Linked DNA regions of Mus musculus: region 1 is linked to region 2. A link is a contact called in public capture Hi-C data. All regions are on one chromosome and are shown on one strand. The core of a region is the stretch at or near the end of the contact, and the rest is flanking DNA. Distances in the headings are between cores, read along the strand shown.

Region 1 (7,520 bases), core at 1,190-3,689, 270 kb before region 2:
CTCATATGTTTTGAATACTTTTGAGCATCCCAGACACACACCTATGAAATTAAAGATAGGGAAATTAAAGACAAAAGGACACTCAAAAACTGAATGAACAGCAAATAGAGGCTGTGTTAGACACCGGAAAAATGCATGGCATCTGAATCTTTCTGTGACCTTGGAAAGTCCAGAGATTTTCAGAACTGTCAAAGAAAGATGAGGGATTAGAAAGACACTGGAGTCCATCCTAATCTACAAAGAGGTCCTCAAAAAGACATCTTTTCCCTTTCTACCCAAAGACTGCAGGACGGAAACTGGGGGTGTAGCTTAGTTTGTAGGATGCTTGGAAGGGGTGATAGATCCAGGAGGAAATCTTTCAGGGTTGTATTCCCTGTTGTATATAGTTGTTCCTTGCTATCCATAGGGAAGTGACTTCAGGGCATACACAGATCCCTCAATCCAGAGATGCTCAAGTTTCTCATACAGAATGGCTCAGCATTTGCTTATAGCCTCTCTTAAGCTATCGATAACAATGGCTAACAGAACACAATTAACAGAACACTATTTGCTGTGGACAGTTGTTATACTGTATTATTTAGGACACTGACAGGAAGTGTATGTTCCAGGGAGAGGGGAAAGTCGTTCAGTTTTCCCCAAGGATTCTTTGTTCTTGTCCACAGCTTAGGGGGCTGTGCATCCTAGCCCCAGTTCTATTCATAAGGCCTCTTGCTTGCAGACCCCTGCACCCCCGTGTGGTTTCAGAAGGGAGGGAGAAGCTTGGGGGTATGGCACAGCAGTGCTTGTCCATCGTTCCCTAAACTCTGGTTTAGTCCTCAGCGCTATCAAAATTTACAAGACAGAAAGAGGAGAGAAAAGAAAAGAATCAAACTGGGTGCAGAGCACAAACCAGGAATCTAATCCAGTACTCAAACGGTTGGGGCAAGAAAATCTGAAATTGCACTTGTCCTTAGTTACACAGCCAGGTTGGGGCTAGCCTGGGCTACACTGAGACTCTGTCTCAAAAGACTAAAAAAAAAAAAAAAAAAAAGGAAAGGGTAGCGAGAGATCTGTACTAAGAAGTCCAATACGATTAAGACTGTTAATTAGCCATGAAACCTCTTTACATAATGCATGGTATATCTGAGGTTGAGAGTCTATGTGAGGCCTATACAAAAAAACAATAAATTACAAAGTAGCAAATGGGAGAACAACGTGAGCTGTCATCAACATCAAAGATGAGCACAATTAAAATGAATTAGTCATGAGCCACATGAAGATGAAGGTTGTGGGTATTTGGATTTACGATTTACACCGAAATATACACCAATAACGGCACTTTATGGTAAGCCATCAAATCTAACTCGGTGTGACACCAGTTAGAGCTGAAGATGTCTAAATCCCAGGCAGAACTGGAGCCCAGCTGAGTGGATGGTGTAAGATTAAACATGAATTCACTTCTGCCCCAAAGGCTATCAGCGTGGATGGAATCAACTGTTTTTCTTTAAGAAAGAAATAAAACTTGTGTTGCCGCAGATGCATTTTCAGGACACTAAAGGCAGATTTCACAGAAATGAAGATGAGGGGAAGAGCAATTTACATTAACTGCTGAGCTCCGCCTTGCACGTTCCCTTGAGGCTGGACCCTCTGAGCCAGAACCGTGAGCCAGGGTCCAAGAGCACAAAGTTCCATGTGTCTGTAACCGTCACCACCCCACCACACAGCTCCACGTGAGGTGATTGTCTGTAACCGTCACCACCCCACCACACAGCTCCACGTGAGGTGATTGTCTGTAACCGTCACCACCCCACCACACAGCTCCACGTGAGGTGATTGTCTGTAACCGTCACCACCCCACCACACAGCTCCACGTGAGGTGATTGTCTGTAACCGTCACCACCCCACCACACAGCTCCACGTGAGGTGATTGTCTGTAACCGTCACCACCCCACCACACAGCTCCACGTGAGGTGATTGTGGTTGGGGATAATCCAAGTCTCTCAAGCTAGATCCTTCGCCAGTCAGGATCAAGCCATTTCCTCGCCTCCTTTTTTTATTTAATATTTTTTCTTTTATGTGTATTTGTATTAATGTTTCTGCCAACAACAGTCCAGAAGAGAACATTGGGCCCTTGAAGTTGGAGTTACAGGTGGTTATGAGCTGCTCCCCCCTCGATGCCCAGAACTGAATTCAGGTCCTCTTCTTACCTGCCAAGACATCTTTCTAGTCTCCTCCTTTTAGAGAACAGATCTCTTCGAGTGTGTGCATGCACTTGTGTGTGTGTGTGTGTGTGTGTGTGTGTGTGTGTGCTTCTGTGTGCATTGTGTGTGTGTATGTATGTGTGTGTATGTGCAGGTGCCCATGGAAACAAAATGGGGAGCTTCAAAATCCACATGAGCCTCCTGATGTGGTTAGAGGCGTCTCTTGTGCCCCTTTCAAGTAGCTTTCGGCTTCTATGCAATGTTAACTCCATCTAGACATCAAGAAGACATGGCGCCTCCATGTTAGATCTCCCAGGAGAGCATGCGTACACTTTTTGAAGTTCTTAAAGGCACATTACTGTAACCTGCAAATACTGACCAGGGCTATAATCTGGAGGTCAGGAACTAAAGCCTTCAGATTTGAGTGACCAAGGGACCTGTTCCGGATCACAAAGAAGCTAAAGGTAGCTCTGATAAACTCGCAGAGATTCAAGCACTCATCTGAATTTAACTAAAAGGCTTTTGGGCGAAATGAGAGAAAAAACCAGAGGTAGCACGAGAAGAAGAAAAAGCGACACACAGTCATTTTAACTGACAACTTGAAACAATCTCAAATTCCCTGGAAGGAGCCCTCAGTATGGAATTGCCTAGGTAAGGCTGGTTGTCCTGATTGTCATGGTTAAGGGCAGATGTAGCATTAGCCCTTGGTTTAGGGCCCTGCACTGCCCAAGAGATAGATAATCAAGTCCTAGAAATGTTTTCCTTCATTCTCACGTGTCCCTGCTCTTCCCTGACTGTGCCTGTGACTAGTGCCTTCAAGTTCCTGCCTTCTTGGAGACAATGGACTGTGACCTGGAATTGGAATTGGAATAAATTCTGCTTGTTAAAATTGTTTTGTCCGAATATTTTAATCACAACAACAGAAACGAAACAAAGGTGGCATGTCTTTAATGCCCAGCACTGGGGAGGCACAGACAGGTAGAGCTCTGAGTCTGAGGCCAGCCTGGTCTACATAGCAAGACTCTGCCTCAAAACAAAACAAAACAAAAAACAAAACAAAACACCCCCCCCAAAGGATGTCTCTTTACCTTCTTTGTCTTTCTACAATTTACTTATGATGTGCCAGAGAGACAGAGACAGAGAGTTTTCTCTGTGCTTCCCCCCCGCCCCATTTATCCTATTTAGTATTCTATGGGATTTCTAGATTTGTATGGTTTTTTTTTTTTGTTTGGTTTTTTTTTTTTGTTTGTTTTGGTTTGTTTTTATTTGTTTCTTCAAGACAGGGTTTCTCTGTGTACCCCTGGCTGTCTTGGAGCTCACTCTGTAGACCAGGCTGGCCTTGAACTCAAAGCCTCTGCCTTCCAAGTGCTGTGAATAAGGCGTGTGCCACCATGGCACGGCTGGGTCTGACCACATTAATTAACTGGTAACATTAATTTGAGGATTTCTCTGTCATAATTGCTCTGGGTATTTCTTTTGGTTTCTTCTCTCGGCGTGGCTCGCCCTTCCATCTCTGTCGACATATCCAGAAGCCTGGAGGATTCCTTTGCCTCTGTCTGTGTCCTGTGATCTAATGAGGCCTCAAAGCAGGCTCCATGCCTGTGCAGAGAGCCTTCATCTCCAGCATGCTTTGTGAGCTTATATTCTGATCTGTCTGCTTGGGCTACTCTTGGGCTCTTTCTGGGATGTTCTGACCCCGATTCTTTTCTCCAGTTCTCTCACATCGAACCATTTAGCTCATCTCAACTCCCCAAGTGAATGCAGACCTCACAAGGTAAGGGCTCAGCCTCCCAGCTCATCCCCACCTCACATACCAGTTCAACTGTCATATAGGAAGGGGTCCCTATAACTCCCTCCTCGGTCTCAATTATCTCCTGGAACAGCTCACACAGAACCCGGAAGAGTGCTTTTTACTATTGCCTGGTTATTATAAGGGAGACAACTCAAAAATAGGCTAGCAGAAGAGATATGTTTTGGTGGGCCTTGTAATTTGTTTCTTGCAAGCTGGGGTGCTGTACTGGGTGATTGGGTGGAATGGCCAGAGGCGAAGGGGCTGCATAATGATTTGATAAAACCTCAATGATGTTGACTCTAGCAAAACAGCCTTCCTTTAACAAATGTTTTATTATGTATGTGTGCTCACATGGGTGTGTCGGTGTTTACAGAGCACGCCAGTCAGAAGATGATGCCAGACCCTTTGGACCTGGGGTAACAGGCATTTGTAAGCCACCTGTCATGGGTGCTCGCATCACAACCCTGGTCCTTGTGACTGCGCAGGAAGTGCTCCTAACCACTGAGCAATCTCTCCAGTCTCAAAGTAGCTTTTCTTGAAGACCGGTCTTGTTAAGAATTTATCTGGTGTCTTAAAAATGGCTGTTTTCTTCTCTGTCTGCTGGCAACACGAGGGAGTATTCTGGGATGGTCTATGGGTGCATCTTGGAGTCAGACTGTAATGAGTTCAGGTTAAGTGGCAGGCATTGGGAGTTCACAAGTTAAAAGTCAGCATGAAGTGCACAAAGAATTTGACGCCAGACTGGGATAAACAAGTCTTGTACTAAGTGAAAAGAACTTGGTTAGAGATCCTGGGAGTAAAACTCACAATAGCGTAGTCAGCGTTAACTCAGAGACAATGCGGTCTGACCCTGAGCCTTGATCACAGCAGATGTTTCCCTGCAGCTGTGCTGGTGCCCGCCAGGTAGTCCGCTGTAGCAGCTGTGTTTTCCTGTATCTGTCTGTCTTTCTGGGAGAGAGATTTGCCCTCTGACCCCTCTTCTCCTTCTCCATGAGACCCAAGGAAAGCACCTGATTTTTCCCTCAGTCCAGTTCATTCTTTCTATTTTCTTCTCTTTTGCTTTTCCTTGTGTCTTAGTCAGGGTTTCTATTCCTGCATGAACATCATGACCAAGAAGCAAGTTAGGGAGGAAAGGGTTTATTCAGCTTACACTTCCACATTGCTGTTCATCAGTAAAGGAAGCTGGGACTGGAACTCAAAAAGCAGGAGCTGATGCAGAGGCCATGGAGGGATGTTCTTTACTGGCTTGCTTCCCCTGGCTTGCTCAGCCTGCTCTCTTATAGAACCAGGACTACCAGCCCAGAAATGGTACCACCCACAAGGGGACCTCCCCACCCCCACCCCCTTGATCACTAATTGAGAAAATGCCTTACAGCTGGATCTCGTGGAGGCATTTCCCCAACTGAAGCTCCTTTCTCTGTGATAACTCCAGCCTGTGTCAAGTTGACACAAAACTAGCCAGTACACCTTGTTTGAGCCAGGATCACATATAGTACAGCCTAGCCTCCAAGTCACTATGTAGCCAATAATGACCTTGAACTTTTGACCTTTCTGCTGCTACCAAGTGCTAGGATTAAAGTACTGTATGCCACCATTTATAAGCCCAGGGGCTCGTGCATACTAAACAAGTGCTCCACTATCGGGCTGCAGGCCTGCTCCTACACAGCTCTTTACTTGACGGTAGTAGTGTATGGGTTTTTTTTTTTTTTGGTTGTTGCTGTCTTGATGCTTGGTGTCATGTACCCAGACTGTCATCACCGGTGTACCCAAGGCTGACCTTCAACTCCCCATCCTCCTCCCACCCCTCCCAAGTGCTGGGATGCTTTCCTGGCTTGGCTTGCTCATTAAGTCTTAAATCATGCCTTTGAGCTCCTTACAAGCAATCGCCATCATTAATTTTTTTTTTTTTACCTGTTCTGCTTGTTGTCCTTTTACCAACTAGAATATGAGCTCTGACCTGCTCCTCTAGAGCCCAGGATACTGCCGGTACCCAGGAGAGATGGAGTAAACGTGGCGAGTGGGCTTTCCTTCCTTATCTTCATTCATCCATGAAGCTAACAAAATAAAATATCACCCAGTACAACTTAATATTATGTAATTTGATATAAGCCTACCTATGTTTGAACTGGTAGTTGAAGCCATTTAGTAGAGTAAATTAATCTGGTGGAACTAGATTACCCTGGGGCAGTGCCTTCGATCTTCACGATTTCACAGCACAGATAGAAAATAAAATGTGTTCAATAACCAACCAAAGGCTTTCATCTCAAAGACCTAAGACCTCAGTGTCTAGCCTTATTTGCTTCCAGTGTGCTGCACCAAACACACTTTGATATAACAGGGGTGTTTAGGACCAGTGAGAGGGCTCAGTGGGATGAGGGTGTCTGCCACCAGGCCTGGTGACCTAAGTTTGATTCCCTACAATCTACATGGTGGTACAAAACAGCTGGCTCCTAAAAGTTATCCTCTGGCCTCCATGTATGTATGCATGCACAGAGAGAAGGAGAAAGGAAGAGGGAGATGAGGGAGAGGGAGGGGGGAGGGACAGAGGGAGAGGGATAGAGGGGGAGGGACAAAGGGAGAGGGATAGAGGGAGAAGGACAGAAGGAGAGGGAGAGAGAGAGGGAGAGGGAGTGGGAGAGGGAGAGGAAGGGTGTATGTTTAACCCATGATCCCATTAGCCAGATTGATCAGAATGGTCTGCAAAGACAACAAAGCAAAGACCAAGAAGGAGAGGAAGATGATCAAGACTACACTGTAGAAAAAAGATTGAACCTGGGCGTGGTGGCAGAGGCTGTAGTATTAGCTCTTGGGAGGAGGAAGCAGGATGATCCGAAGTTCAAGGCCAGAGTTGGCTTATGTAGCAAATGTGAATCCAGACTGGGTTATAAGATAAACAGAGTAAAAAAAAATGATTTAAAAAAAATACCTAAACCATAATCCATGCCATCCTACTGTCATGCAAACCCCTCCCCAGGGATGTGGTCTCATCTCTCTTGTTGGTTTCCAGTCTTGAATGCTCCACCTAGTGCTGTGCCCCTCCCCCACAACCTATTACCAGCATTCTACCCACCAGCTCCCAGCAGCTCAGCATCCAGGCCTTCCCAACAGCACCCCTCCCCTGAGCTGTTGTGGGGGGTGCTTGGCCTACTACAATGTTTGCTGTAATTGGGTGACTGGGTTCAACCTTATATTTTGAGGTGAAACACCAGGTATCTCAGACAGGTCAAGTCAAGGAGTTGTGCTGGCCACGAGACTACCCATGGGCACGCTGGGGACGTGGGTATCTTGGTCCTCTGTTCTTTTCCACTGCTCAGCTTAAAGTTCTCTGCTAATAATAACGCTCATGATTTATTGATGGTGATAACTGACTCAGCAAAGAGTCTGTATGATCTGTAGTGACGACCAGATGGTCCTTAATAAAACATTAATACAGCAAAAGCAAGTGGCATTTAATAAGAGATCATATAAGTCTGTCTGGGAGCCATAGAACACATTTTTTTTTTCGAGATTGCCTAATAATATCGAATTATCAGGCACATTATAAAAGA
Region 2 (7,598 bases), core at 200-2,699:
AGAGGAGGCTTGGGATAAGGGTGGAATTGGGGAGCTTGCTGCTGGGTGGTGACCAAAGCAAGGAACAATTGATATTCTAGTTTGCTTAGAGGAACCAAGTTGCTTAGCGAAACATATTGTTGCTGAGATAAATACCATGGCAAACAGCAACTCTGGGAGGAGAGGGTCCACTTCATGTGATACTTCCAGGTTCATCACTGACGGTAGTCAGGGCAGGAATTGAAGCAGAGACCATGTGGAAGGATGTTTCCTGGCTTGCTTCCTCTGGCTTAAGCTCAGTTATCTTTCTTGTATAACTCAGAATTCCTTGCTCAGGGGTGGAACCCACAGTGGATTACAGAAAGCAATTAGCAAGCAAGAAAAAGTCCCACAGACATGCCCTTAGGCCAATCTGATGGAGGCAATTCCTCAGTTGAAGTTCCCTCTTCCCAGGTGACTCAATGTGTGTTAAGGTGACAAAACAAAACAAAACAAAACAAAAAAACCAAAAAAAAAAAAAATCAAACAAACAAACAAAAACCAACACAACAACAACAACAAAACCAAAACCAAAACTGGTTGGTTCCCTTACCCAGCAGCCCTAAGAACCCATCTGGAGTTGAAGTCCATTGTGTGGCACATGTGACTTTGAGATTTGTGTTGTAACACAATCCCACTGTGGACGCTAAGAGTTGCTGAAGCAGAGATAGATGGGCGAAGGGCAGACACTAGCAGACAGGAACAAGAGATGGAGTCTTGGCAAACATGGTTCCTTGCCTAAGACAGCAGGAGAGTCAGAGCTGGTGGCAGGGACAGTGAATCAAGTGCCAAATTGTTCTTCCCAGTGCCTCTGAGGAAAGTGTCTGACAGCGAGTTTGACGTGCTGTAGCCTCCTCCTGAACAATGTGCCTCCCTTTGGTTCCTTATTGGAGCATCAGGGTGACGCCTGTTCCTTGATGATGGGACTCTGGCTTGCTTTCCCTTCTTTTTCTAAGATTCCTTCTGGTTTCCCTACCATTTGCTGCCTTCCTAGGCTGCAGACTGGCTCATTAACGACCGCCTTCTGTTCTTGCCAATCTTGTTTACCTGCCTGCAAGGCTGGTTCCAATAGTTCTGAGACCTCAGACATTTATTCTCACACATGAGTGACATTTCTCCTTTCCCAGCATCCTTCACCTCCCTGGGCTCCACGCAGCACAAGAGGATTATTTGTTTGTCAACCCATTCTGCTTCACTCAAAAAAAAAAATTGACGAGTTCAATACTAACAGTTTGCAATTGATTTGCTTGCAATGTGCTGTGAACGCCTCATTTCCACAGAGGACTAGTTCAGCTCTCCATCTTTGCTTTATCGGCAGTGATCTCCCAGCCGTGAGCCTCCTGAGCTTGCTTCCCTGTGCACAAGTGCCAAACATCACCACTTTAACCCCGCTGTCTGTCACAGCCCTGCCCGCGACGCAAACCACAAAGCTGCATCAAGTTCAAAGTTCAGAGGACTTCAGCAGAGCCCAGCCTCACACTTCCTTTGCTGCCAAGAACAGGGCCTCTTCAGAAGCATTTCTGGGCTTCTCAATGTTCCTGTGCAAGTGAGCCAGAATGTCTCTGTGTCTGCTGACTCCCTAAGGTGTTTGAAGCATCAAGGGTACCATAGTCTGTCCAAAGTCACCCTGCAGGACTGTGGCAGGCTCAATCAGATCCAGAACTTGTTTCTACTAGGCCAGACCCCTTGAACCTACTGAAGCAGTTATATTGGTACAGGCCCTGTGCTTCTATCTTTAAACAGTCAGCTGGCAACCAGGGTTTGAAGTTCCTTTGTGGAAATGAGTTCAGGCCCTTGTGTGAAGTGCAGACTGCCGTTTGAAGGGATTCTGACCGTGTCTGCCAAACGGAACACTCAGAGCTAGGAGTGAGAGAAGTGATCCAACAGTTAAGGGTGTACAGGCAAGGCTTAAACACCCCTACTTCACTTTTTCACTTTCAGCTGGCAGTTATACCCCACACTCTTCACATCCCCTTCTGGAAAATTCTAAGTCATAAGTCTTTTATGTTTTCTCTTGAAACAATTAGATTGCATTTCTCACTGAAGGTTTATTTGTGAGCACTGTTAGGATTTGTCTGCAGAAACTCCCTCTATGCTTGGACAAAGGGCCAGGGGTGGTTTCACATTAATAACAGTCTAAATTTATCGTGCATTTTCTTGGCCTCTTTGCCTTGAACATAATTTTGAAAAGACAGGAATCCAATACAACGGATGTGGTTTTGTGTTGTATACAGCTTGTCATCGTGCTACATGTAAAATATTGTAGCCCTCATATTCAGTAATAATTGATCATAAAGTCATCAATAGTAGCCATGAAGAGCAAACTCAGAGAAGTATCTTAGCAATTCAAAAGTTTAGGAAAGAGACTTTGGGCATAATCAGACCCAGCTGACTTCTTGCCTTCTCTTACTGAGAGACTTGTCTCAGCAGTCCTCAGGATTTGCTGCATCTGAGAAGCACTCTGCAGAAGCCGTAAAAGCCCCAGGGTCTGGACCCCACTCTAAATCAATTAAGAATTTCTGAAAGTGAGACCGAGATATCGGCATTTTCTATAATCTCCCAGGGCTTGCTGCTTGCAGTCAAGTTCTGAGCAGTGATCTGTCTTTCTGTAGCTGCACCCTGGGGTGGAGTCTGGTTTTAGGGGCTGGAGATAGGTTTGACTGTTCAGAGTGGATAGTTCTTCCTGTCAGATGAACACCTCAGGACAGCACGTAGAACCAGGAGGCACTTTCACTGGTAAGCCTTTGGGCATTTGAAGAGAGTATATAATTTACAACACACTAGATTATTCTATCCTCTCAGGCTAGCCAACAGGTTTCTAAGAAGCTTGCATGACCTATGAGGTAGGCGATTTTCTTTTCTACTGGCTGTCTGTTTCTGTCAGCCTGTGTCCCTGACAGGTGACTTCTCTGATGGACTCTTGACACTGTTCACCCATGTTTACATTCAAATCCGGAGACAGCCAGACTACAGAAGTTCCCCGGGGAGGAAGAGGACAAAAACAGAGGAGGGGGTTGTCCTCAGCACACCCTAATATAAAGACCCACCTGCTGAATCTCTGGAGGCCTGATCCAGCACCATTTACTAACAAGCCAAATTCTGAAGTTAGATCTCTTAGATTTGGATCTTGGCTCACTCATACTTCATGGGGGCAACTTTGGGTAAGAATCTTCACTTATTTTAGTCCCAGTTTCTTTATCTGTCAGCCAGAAGTGACACTTGTAGCCAATCTCCATGAAACTACAAAAAGACTTTGTGTGACGTATCTGGTAAACTGTGTAAGGTAGAGCTAGTGCCTAACAAAACTCAGCTCTTATTGCATAGTCATAATCCTAGCCCCGTCTTTCCCGGCTACGCCACACTACCAAGCTGTCCTTGATCTACAGGCCAGTGTCCTCTCCCTCCTCCTAATTTAAGTTCCAGGGTGGTCTGATACAGCACCACCGATGAGGGTCCCGACAGTCTCTTCTTCTGTTTCCAGTGCTTAGCTTGGATTTTGCAGGGCCAAGCTCCTGTAGTTCAGCATCTCACTTCAGGTAACATTGCCTCCCAAAGGCCCCGAAGGAGGAACAAGACACTACATCTTGCTCTGCTGATGCACATGGCCAGGACAATCTTGCTCCTGAGGAGAGTATTTTTTTCAGTCTCATTTTCTCAAAAGTCCACACGAAATTGAACTCAAAGCTATGGTTTGCCTTCTCTTTGATGCATGCCAGGGAAATCACTAAGTTTTTAGCAGACGCTGGAGGACAGGCTCTTACTTCCTTTCCCATTTAACAAACATTACATTTCTGACCAGGGTTTCTTGAATGCCAGCACTAGCCATGTGGCTGTTGTTTTCCAGTCTTCTTCATTAGATTCTATCCATCCTGCTACATGCAACTCTGGGGATGTGATCTGCTCGACATTATCCCCACCAGTCCACTTTTAAAGGGTATGACAGGCAGAAGGTTTTTAAACACTGAACAGTGGTTCCAGTATGTGTCCGTGGGCAAGTAAATGCTTCCTTGTGGGAGTCTTTGCTCCCTGTGTTGGGTAAATGGATGGCTTTCCAGGGACGCCACATAGAAGAGTGATTAAAAAGAATGGCTGAAGGCAGCTATAATATAGAGCCTTTAACCCACTATATGTTTTTTGCTGTTTAAAAATAAGTGTAAATTGGGTTCTTTTATTATCCAGCCAGATCCCCCGAAGGCTGTGAGGAAGCCATTCACTAATGAAGGAAAAGATGGAGGAATACATTGAGTGCTGCAAACCCTTCTCATATACCCAACACTGTCAGAGTAGTTCTACATGGGTGGGATCATAATTCCATCCACTACTTGACTATCGCTATGGGATTAAGGTGACTCCAAAAGAAGCTGAGTGGAGAGCAGAGAGAAAGAAAATTCAAGAGCCACTGGCAGATGAGAAAATAATGCTTGGCTCCAAGAACTCAAAATCAGAATAAGTAAAACAAGTACCAATATTATTGTCACTCCAGATTATAGGTCCTGGGGGTTTGGTAAAAGTTTTATCTGCTTGACTCTTGTGGGCAGATGGTTCCTAGTCACAGAGTGGGTTTTCATTCCTTTGTGCAGAGACCCGAATTTACCTTACTTGGCAAGCCACATGGACACAGTCAGAGCTGCAGAAAGCAATATGGCTTTCTGTGGCTTTGGTTTGTATGGTGTATGTGAATTCTATATCCCCTGCCTTCTTCCCTACAGAGATGAAAGGTGTGCCGGTGATGCACGGCTAGGTGGGAAATACTCAGGGAGTGGTACCTGGGTACAAAATGGTCTTGTGATACTAAATTTGTAACCTTATTCAGAAACCAACTGAGCTGACTGCTTTATGATAATTAACACACACACACACACACACACACACACACACACACACACACACACACATTTTAATGTTGCCCTGAAATAGACATGATGTCATTCCCTCTCACTTGAGTCCTTTATTCATTTGTTCACAGCACAAGTGTTAACACATTAATTACTAAGACAGGGTTGAGAGAGTGAGTAGCACAGTTACTGTTTCTAAAATTCATGTGCGGAGTCTCCCTTGTCCTTGAGTTATATGGATGCCAGGGTAGAACAAAATCAATATTTGTCCTATTCATCCTGCATAAATATTTTCTCAGACAAGTAGCTATTTACCATATTGAGTCAACACAGACTGCAAGAATATAAGAAGGTTGTCTGGAAGGTTCTCTTTCCCCAAGGGTCTGGTAACACAACCAACAGGAGGATAACAGACATTGATCGAGTGCCCATCATGAGACACAATGCCAACATTTACATATATTACAGATGTCATCCTCATAAACACCCCAGCAGAGATGCTCTTATTCACCTTACCTTAAGGTGAAAGTCCTGGGATTCCGAAAGGCCCAGCAATTCTCATTTTTAAATGCTTTGTTTTCCCATGTCAATGGACAAAGCATTTCTATCTCCTATGACTTCTCAGTGTCCTTGAGTTTCCCTCTCCCCTTGGCCTTTCTTTATCTGTAGCATAGTGCTGGATACTCTTTTCTCTAATCCTGATGACCTCATTTAGGGTGATGGCTTTCAATATCGCCCTCACATCGATGACTCTCCAAAGTATACATCCAGCCAATCTTCTTCCATTATTACCAACTCCTGTGTATAGCTATCTAGTTGAAATTCACTCTTAGATGATGAGTGAGCATTTATACTGAAAGAGCATTTATATTTTGCCCAAATGTGAATCAAAGCTAAGAGAAGCCATATATCTCCATTTACATTGTGGTGTAGACTTTACACATACATTCAGTATGTCCACATTGATGATTGTCATAATGCTTTTCTTCTCCTGACCTTTCTCCTTGAATTTGTAGCACTTAATATATTCACTGTTCACCTGAGTGCTCATACAAAAATCATATCATTTTTAAGCATGTCTAAATTCATAACAAAAACATAATTGACATAGTCTGAGGCACCCAATGTAACACAGGGTGTTGTTGTTGTCCTTGGTTGTCAACTATGACTAGGTGGTAAGACACTCTTGTTAAAGATGTCACTCACTTTGAATGTAGCACATAAGGAAATTGGCCTCAAACTGACCATGAAACCCTTCCCCTACTGGCTAGATTGTAGAGAGCCAGAGGGTGCTGTGGAGGCTGGTAGGAGAAGACAGCAATAGTCTTGTCCAGCACTAGATCCTGCATGCTATAAAACTGACCTGATGGCAAGATGCATCCATTGGCACAAGAGTCACATAGTAGCTGCAGGGCAACCAGGAGCTTTCTGTTTGAATATAAGTCCTGCTTCACAGGAGGGATTTCATGGTGGAAACCAATGACTGGGAGGATGACTACTGTTATGCTAAATGAGTATTTGGTCAACTGGCACCATTGCTTTTAGGTCTGTGGTGAGGCAGCAGAATCCTGGAGGAAGGATGCAGCAAGTGCGTTCTGGTTCACTTCAAGGCAGCCAGGGAGTAGAGAAAGCCAGGAAGGGGTCAGGAATGAGATGCACCTTCAAAGCCTTACTGCCAGTAACCTATTTCTTCAGCTAGGCTCCATTGCCTAATGGCCCATCCTTTGATGAATATGAATCCATCAATACATCAACTGAATAGGCATCCTTGCTATTCAGTTGCCTCTCGATAGCACAACTGGTTGGAGGCCAATTAATTATTCAATACATGAGCCTTTGGGGGAATTTTATACCCAAACTGTAACATGTACTATGAATGTTTCTAGGTGTACAAACATAAAAGACAGGCTAGATGGGGAAAAGCAAGAGATGTTGAGATACACCAACGAACAGAACAAATGCTGTTGCCTCTGTGAAAGAAAGAAGCATAGCCACCATAATAATTAAGCAAATTATATAGTGTGTTAGAATAGAAATGGTATGTACTTATGGGCAGGGGATTTGGCAGGGTAAGGTTGATTATATGTGAGGGATGCCATTTTAAATAGCAATGGTCAGAGTGGCCTCAATGAGGAGGTTACATCTGAGGGAGGACTTGGAGCACCCAGATGATAATGGACACAGTATAAATAAGCTACATTCTAGGTACTTTTTGAACAGAAGAATCAACAGGATTTACTGTAGAATACGAGGCTAAGAGGAATCAAACATAATTTCCAGATCTTTGTTTCCATAATTGGCAGGATGGAGTTGCTACTATTCTAGTTGAGAAAGGCTGAATACAAAGCAGATATCTGTTCTGAGATAGACAGCAGTGTTATCGATGATTTGGAGACATCTGTCACATACCTGAGAGGAGACGATGTGAAGGACGCAGCTGAGCACGCAGATGAAGAGTTCAATTGGCAGATCTGCCCAGTCATGGTTTATTGGTCTTTCCGAAAGCCATGGGATTATGTGAGGTCCCCAAGGGGGCTAGTGTGTATAGGGTAGTAAGAGAAGCCAGGCCTCAGAACTTCTGCATTGCATCATGAAGAAGTCAGAGAAAAGAGAACTCAGAGACGGCAAAGATAGAGGCAAGCTGGAACCCAGGTAAAGACTCAGAGCTAAGAAGAGGAGCCGTTATGACTAATTTTCAGGTGAGACAAGGATCAAATTAAACCACTGGAGTTAACAACACTGAGG

Evidence for each region. Capture Hi-C pulls out chosen DNA fragments and counts their contacts.
Region 1: a capture Hi-C map of embryonic stem cells shows a contact between it and region 2, with 2.9 times the contacts expected there. The contact joins two enhancer-like sites. A contact is called at or near these places in 1 of 484 Hi-C or Micro-C datasets (CD4 T cells) and 2 of 9 other capture datasets (embryonic stem cells and pancreatic islet).

What each region holds. Positions count from the first base shown.
Region 1 is chr6:50,276,705-50,284,224 of GRCm38.p6, reverse strand. No RefSeq gene overlaps it. Among named protein-coding and RNA genes, the nearest start is that of Gsdme, 19 kb to the right of the region's middle. Within about 2 kb of position 2,439, at least 8 of the 459 cell types and tissues checked have an H3K27ac peak or open chromatin away from gene starts, as enhancers often do.
Region 2 is chr6:50,003,377-50,010,974 of GRCm38.p6, reverse strand. No RefSeq gene overlaps it. Among named protein-coding and RNA genes, the nearest start is that of Gm38805, 100 kb to the left of the region's middle. Within about 2 kb of position 1,449, at least 53 of the 459 cell types and tissues checked have an H3K27ac peak or open chromatin away from gene starts, as enhancers often do.